Regions from separate parts of the Hordeum vulgare genome. Here region 1 is linked to region 2. Evidence: chromatin contacts called from public Hi-C data. All regions are on one chromosome and are shown on one strand. The core of a region is the stretch at or near the end of the contact, and the rest is flanking DNA. Distances in the headings are between cores, read along the strand shown.

Region 1 (2,946 bases), core at 422-2,921, 250 kb before region 2:
GGTCCAGCCGTAAAGGGAGCCGTATCTTAAAACGGGTGGGGATTCGATCCTCTCCTTGGACGTGCAAGCATCTCCAACACTTGCTGCTGCCTGCCTGCCTGTAGCAGCTTCCTGCCTTCCACCACGTACTCCACTCACTCGGGAGTAGCCAGCCAAACAGAATCGATGCTAATATGCTCGCTCGGTTGCCGTGATAATGCAAGGGAATAGGAACATCGCATGCAGCAGGACAGATGCTGCGGTCCGGCCGAGAACACGCGGAGAGCCGGAGAGGAAGAAATAGCGTGTGCTCGAGATCGATGTTGCTGTCCTAGAGCAAGCCCAATGGCGTGCGCAACTTTTATTTCTGATGAAACAGATGTGTGAGGCAGTGGATTTTCTTCTTCTTATCTTTTTATTACTGTGCTTTCGAGGGTAGAATAGTAGTAGTAGCAGTACTCATTTGATTGATTGATCGATCGTGCCACCAAGAAGCGGTTTCACTAGAAATAATTTACAGTTTGATTCATCTTTCACTCCCAGACCCTAAGCAAAGAAAGAATCGTGAGCCTGTTCGTTCGGCAGTGTTTTTGTCAAGTTTTCGTGCCCCGTTCGAGTTCGATCTCTACTAGTACCTCACACATTATCTAAGTTCGTCCCCATTATTTGCCGCGACGACGACGACTCTGCGCCGCAAGAAAGCGTCCACGCGCTCGTGCTCCGGTGAGGGCGGCCAAGTATATGCTCCGATCCGGTCGTCGTACGAGACCGGACACGCCGGCAGGCCTGCCGCTGCACCGAGGAAAGGAGAGAGAGAGAGACGACGAGGACGATGGTGCTCGCTCCCGGCCTTTTTCTTGCGAGAGCCGCGCGCGCTCGAGCCCCCACCCGCCTGCAGCTTGCTCGGTCGTTCACAGGGCGGACTGCGGCTTGGCGTGCCGGGAGACGAGCTCCTCGAGCGCCTCCCGCATCCAGCAGTGCTGGCATCCTTCCATGACCTGCTGCACCGTTGCCTGCTCAAAATCAATTGGAAATCACACGTTTAGAAGGCATGTTCTTGGCTCCTAATTTGAGTTTGCAGCAGCTAGATTGAAGGAGGCGAGGAAGTGTGCTGACCCAGGTGCGGTTGCGGGAGGCCATCTCGGGCCACTGCTGGAGCTCGTGGGTGACGCGGAGGGGGTACATGATGCCCTCGTAGGTGGTCTGGTAGCGGCGGCTCTGGTAGTGCCAGCAGCCGAGCACCTTGCCCATGTCCCCGCTGACGCCGGCCTCCTCGAGGGCCTCGCGCCGGGCCGCGTCGTCCATGGACTCGTCCAGCTCCCACCCGCCCTTGGGGAACATCATGCCGTGCCCCTTCTGCGAGCTGATCACCAGCACCTCCAGCTCGCCCTCGCCTTCCCCCTCGCGCACCCGGTACGGGATGCACCCCACCACGATGCGCCCGCCGGTGCTCGCGCTGTACCGCTGCAGCTCGCGCCCCTGCCTCGCCACAAGAACGGCCATCCTTGGAATCTTTAGCTGGCTAGACGCTCGTTTCGTTGCAACAACAAGAAGAAGAAGATGATGAGAGATGGATGGATGGTTGCAAGAAGCGGCAGCTGTTGGTTTGCGGCCATGGAGGTGAGCATCCGGGGTATTAATAGGCGAGCGCGTGGTGTGGTGTGGTGTGGTGTCCATGGAGATGGAGTTATTGCTGCTGCTGCCGCTGCCGTATGGCTGGCTGGTGCGGGCCGACGAGTAGGTAACATGGGTGGGGGTGGAGCATGGACCAGCACAAGATTAGCTGGGGGTTGTGGCCGTGGACGCGGCGTACGGGCCCTCGCATGTGCCCCGCCCAGGGTTGCCGTTCCAGGGTAGGCCATGCCGCAGCGTTTCACGCACAGGGAAGGCTTTTCCTTTCCCCAACGGTTGTTTACTCCTTGTGCGAAGGCGATGTTAGGAAACTTGTGACGGTCTTTTCCTTTTATATACCTGCTTTCTAGTCATATTGCAGTGCCCGATCACAACCTTGCAATGGAAATTTTGTGTGCCAACGAATCTGTGGTCCTATTAAACAGTGGTATTCCTAACCCATCAGGGTTCAAGTCTCAATGCTTTTATTATTTATTTTTAGATTTTTCGACGATTGGGTTAGGGCATACGTATGCACGATCATAATATGCACGTTTAGCCCGGTTTGAAGAAAAATATATACACGTGTATATGAACGTTTCCGTCTGTATTGTGTTAAAAACTGAAAATTTTACTGGCCGTTGCATCATCTAGGATTTGTATAACATTATTTGCGAAAGGAAAGACAAGATGTTTACCTGCAACATGGGGGAAAATGTGTGCACGATTTTCAACTTGCAAACATAAGAAAATTTATGTGCACTATTTTCAACTTTGGAGGCTGGCAAGAGTTGTGCGTTCATACAACGTGGATTTTACGTACATGGGGTGACCAATGTGGAGCCATGGTTACCATACAATAAGGGATAACACTTGTCAGAGAAAACACACATGACCATTTTGCTTGGTAGGGAAATGAGTCTCGTCTTTAATCGAATTAATGATGCCAAAGTTTGACAAGATTTTATACTAGAATAAACCACTCCCTCCTATCCACATTAATAGACGTTGTTTTAGCACAACTTTGTACCAAATTACTATTTTTACACACACAATAAATATATTTTTATTATATCAATTCATTCTGAATTGCCTCACGCCAACCAACTTTAGAGAGATGATGTTGAAAAAGTTGCATAGGCCAAATAGCGTTTCACACAAGTGCGCGTCCATGATCCCGCCGATTGCAACTGGAAGTATCTGCGTCATCAACACGTGACAGTCGTGAGATTTCATCCCGCTGAACTTCTGCTTCGTTAAGTCTAGGTATCTGCTTATCTTCCCCGCGTAACCGTAAGGAAGTTTTACTCCTACGAGGCAGGTGAAAAACTGCTCGATCTCCTTCGGACTTAGAGT
Region 2 (2,901 bases), core at 349-2,848:
AGGGCACAGTGCCAAGCTTCTGTTTTACCTCTTTCTCAAACTCGAGAAGGAAACGACATCTTTTATTTATCTGAAATAGCATCAGTGAGAAAACATACAGGATAATACGATAAGTATCCACTAACGGTCGCTATAGTTTTGCACAACCTGGTGGAGGAGAGGAGCATATTGCAAGTTCTTTATGTCTTCCCCTGGAAAGAAGATTGGTACGGTAAAGGTCTCTGGCAGGTTCGCGATATATGGCCACCAAAACGAATCGAATTTTGTCCTCTCTTGAAGCAACCTCAAGCCCAGTCTCATTGCCCACAGTTCCTCTGTCACATGCTTCCCACAAGATTCGATTTACTACTTAGAAAAAGATAGTTTGCCTAGTTTTGCAGAATGGAATTATGTTCTGAAAAGAAAATACAGAATAAAAATCTCCCTCATATACTAAACAGAGATAGGAAGATGCGTACATAAATTTTCCATCATGCAGCTATTCGACCACGAGGCAATATCAGTTACATAGAAGGATGGGTTATAGAACATGTTAACAACATGAGAGATGAGTCCAAGCTTAAACAATTCAACATGGAAAGATAGTGGGAAGAACTTAGAAAATAAAGACAGATGCATGTAAGCGATATGGTATTTAGAATTCTGCCTTTTACATTTTTAGCTAGAAGACCAATAGACTGAACCTGAGGTCAATTAAGTTAGAACATCATACTAATTAGTGTACTAAGCACTGAACTCTTCTCAGTCTCAGCTTATATCAACTACAGTCGTAAGCTGGAGACTAATAGGTTTCACGAATCCTTAGTTTTCATACTGTGGTTTCACAACTGGAAGCTTCCAACAGAAAACAGCAACAGTTGAGAGCATAATTTAGCCCATGAAATTGCATTCATCATCGATGCTATGCCTATTTTCAGAAGTTAATAATCCTACTGCTACGAGAGAAGATTTCCGATGAGCCGCCCTGATGCCAAAAATAAAAAACCCGCATTGTTACCAGTTATGCTCTGAATGTATTGCCAAAATGCATCTTTAGTTCGATGCATTCCCAATTACAACCACGATTAAGCTACCACATTATTCCTAGAACATAACGGACTAGCGGAACATAACCAGATAGGCCAATACCGGGTACTTGGTCGGCGAGCTGCATCAGTACTGCGTCCGCAGCATCGGCTGGGCGGCGGAGTCGTAGCGGGATGCGCCCAGGGAGATCAATGAGGACGGCTCCGGGAGGGATGACGCCGTCGGCCGCCGTGGCGGACACCCCGAGGCCATACTCGGGGTGATCAGACACTCGGAGAGCCGGGTGCACGAAACCTCCCTCGCGCTGCACCCACCGGAGCAGGTCCGGCGGCTGCTGCGCGATGCGTGGGGCGGTCGCTGCTGATGCGGCGGAGCAGGACAAGCTGCGACGGCGGAGTGCGGGTGAAGAGGAGAGGAGGGCGGAGGTCGTGGACGCGAGGACCTTCCGCGCCGTCGCTGGCGTCACGCCCGCGGCGGCGGCGGCCATGGGCGGCGGAGGTGGAGGCGTGCGCGCACGAGGCTGGAGGAGACAGTTTTTTCAGATGAGGAGACGGCTGAAAAGGTAAGGGCGTCGACCTAAACTGTCCAGCGCATGTCCGGATCAAAGAGGCCCAACCCGTCCATGAAAATGGACAAGCATTTGTATTTTACGTGCGCGTAATTCATTTTAGATTGGGGAGCGATCTGCGCCGGCGCCCCGGTTCAAACTTTCGGCCGGCCGCGCGCGGACCGCACGATTCACCAACCCTACGCGTCTGCACCGTTGGATCCGTATTCAACATTTTTTTCCCTATGCAGCAAAATTTCGATGCGGTGCAGCAATTTTTTCAACGGTTACAACAAAAGCAAAATTTGTAGCAAAAAAAAATATCTACTTGATCGTAGCAAAAAAAGAAGCTGATGGTACGTGGTAGCAAAAGTCAAACATGGGTTGTAACAAATATTTACGTGACGTGTATGTAACTTTTTTAATAAACGGTTGCAGCAAAACATGATGCCGGTTGTAGCAAAAATTAACACAGTTGTAGCAAAAGTAAAAAACATCGATTGTAACGAAAAATCCGACAAACTGAAGTTGCAACCAAACGTATATGCAGCTTTTTTACTGGGACAAAAATATAGTAAAAAAATGCTTACAGTAAAAATGATGCTGGTTGCAATAAATTTAGATGAAAAATGTTGCATCCACTAACCAGAGAAGCGCGCAGGTGGAGAAATGTTGCATGGGCCCGCGCGCGCGAGGTGACGACCGGCACGTCGGTTCGGCCGGCGTGCGGGTGGGAAACGATTCCCTTTTAGATTCAAATTTAAGTTAGAATTTGCATCGACACGGACGCGCATAACGCTTGTCCTTGTCCTCTCCTGATCTACGAGTCGGTGGCATATCCACCCCCATTTCCCTTACTTTTTCTAATCCCCCAGCCGTCCGCTCGCTCTCCCTCCCGCTCACCATAGCCGACGCGCCAAACCCGACGCACCGAACCCTGACGCTGCCGTCGGCCTCAGCTCCACCATCGACAAACCCCGCGTCCGCAAAAGACGCCGCGGTCCAAGAAGAAAGAGCTAACACCCGTGCAGCGGGTCGGTTTGTCGTCAAACAGGGTTGGTTAGAGGAAGGTGTAGGCCGGCAAGATGGAAGTAGTGGCCACCGCCACCCTCGCCTCGGTCGCCAAACAGGAGGCTGTTATCATGGAGAACAAGGCACTCGTTGCTGCAGCCATGCCGTTGGCCCTCCTCTACCTAGGATTCGACAACGGCTGATGAGTCCAAATTATGTGATCATTTTGTAGTATTTTTGTGCCTACTCCCTAGGCTTCGTGGGATTTACCGCGTCCGCGCACTTTTTTGTCTTTTTTTCAGATATTGCTTTTTGGG

What was found. A called contact is a pair of places that touch in the nucleus more often than the background predicts.
Region 1: a contact with region 2 is called in a Hi-C map of seedling, with 3 times the contacts expected there. The contact joins the promoter of LOC123403216 here to the promoter of LOC123403091 in region 2. A contact is called at or near these places in 2 of 6 Hi-C or Micro-C datasets (leaf and seedling) and 1 of 1 datasets of contacts at active chromatin or transcription factors (embryo).

Annotation. Positions count from the first base shown.
Region 1 is chr6H:493,664,163-493,667,108 of MorexV3_pseudomolecules_assembly, reverse strand. LOC123403216 (nudix hydrolase 18, mitochondrial-like) reads right to left here and starts at 1,671. Exons shown (of 2, transcript XM_045097166.1): 1 at 1,096-1,671; 2 at 427-992. The coding sequence starts at 1,656. The coding sequence ends at 891.
Region 2 is chr6H:493,413,353-493,416,253 of MorexV3_pseudomolecules_assembly, reverse strand. LOC123403091 (actin-histidine N-methyltransferase) reads right to left here and starts at 1,598. Exons shown (of 5, transcript XM_045097060.1): 1 at 1,129-1,598; 2 at 148-314; 3 at 1-70. The coding sequence starts at 1,513.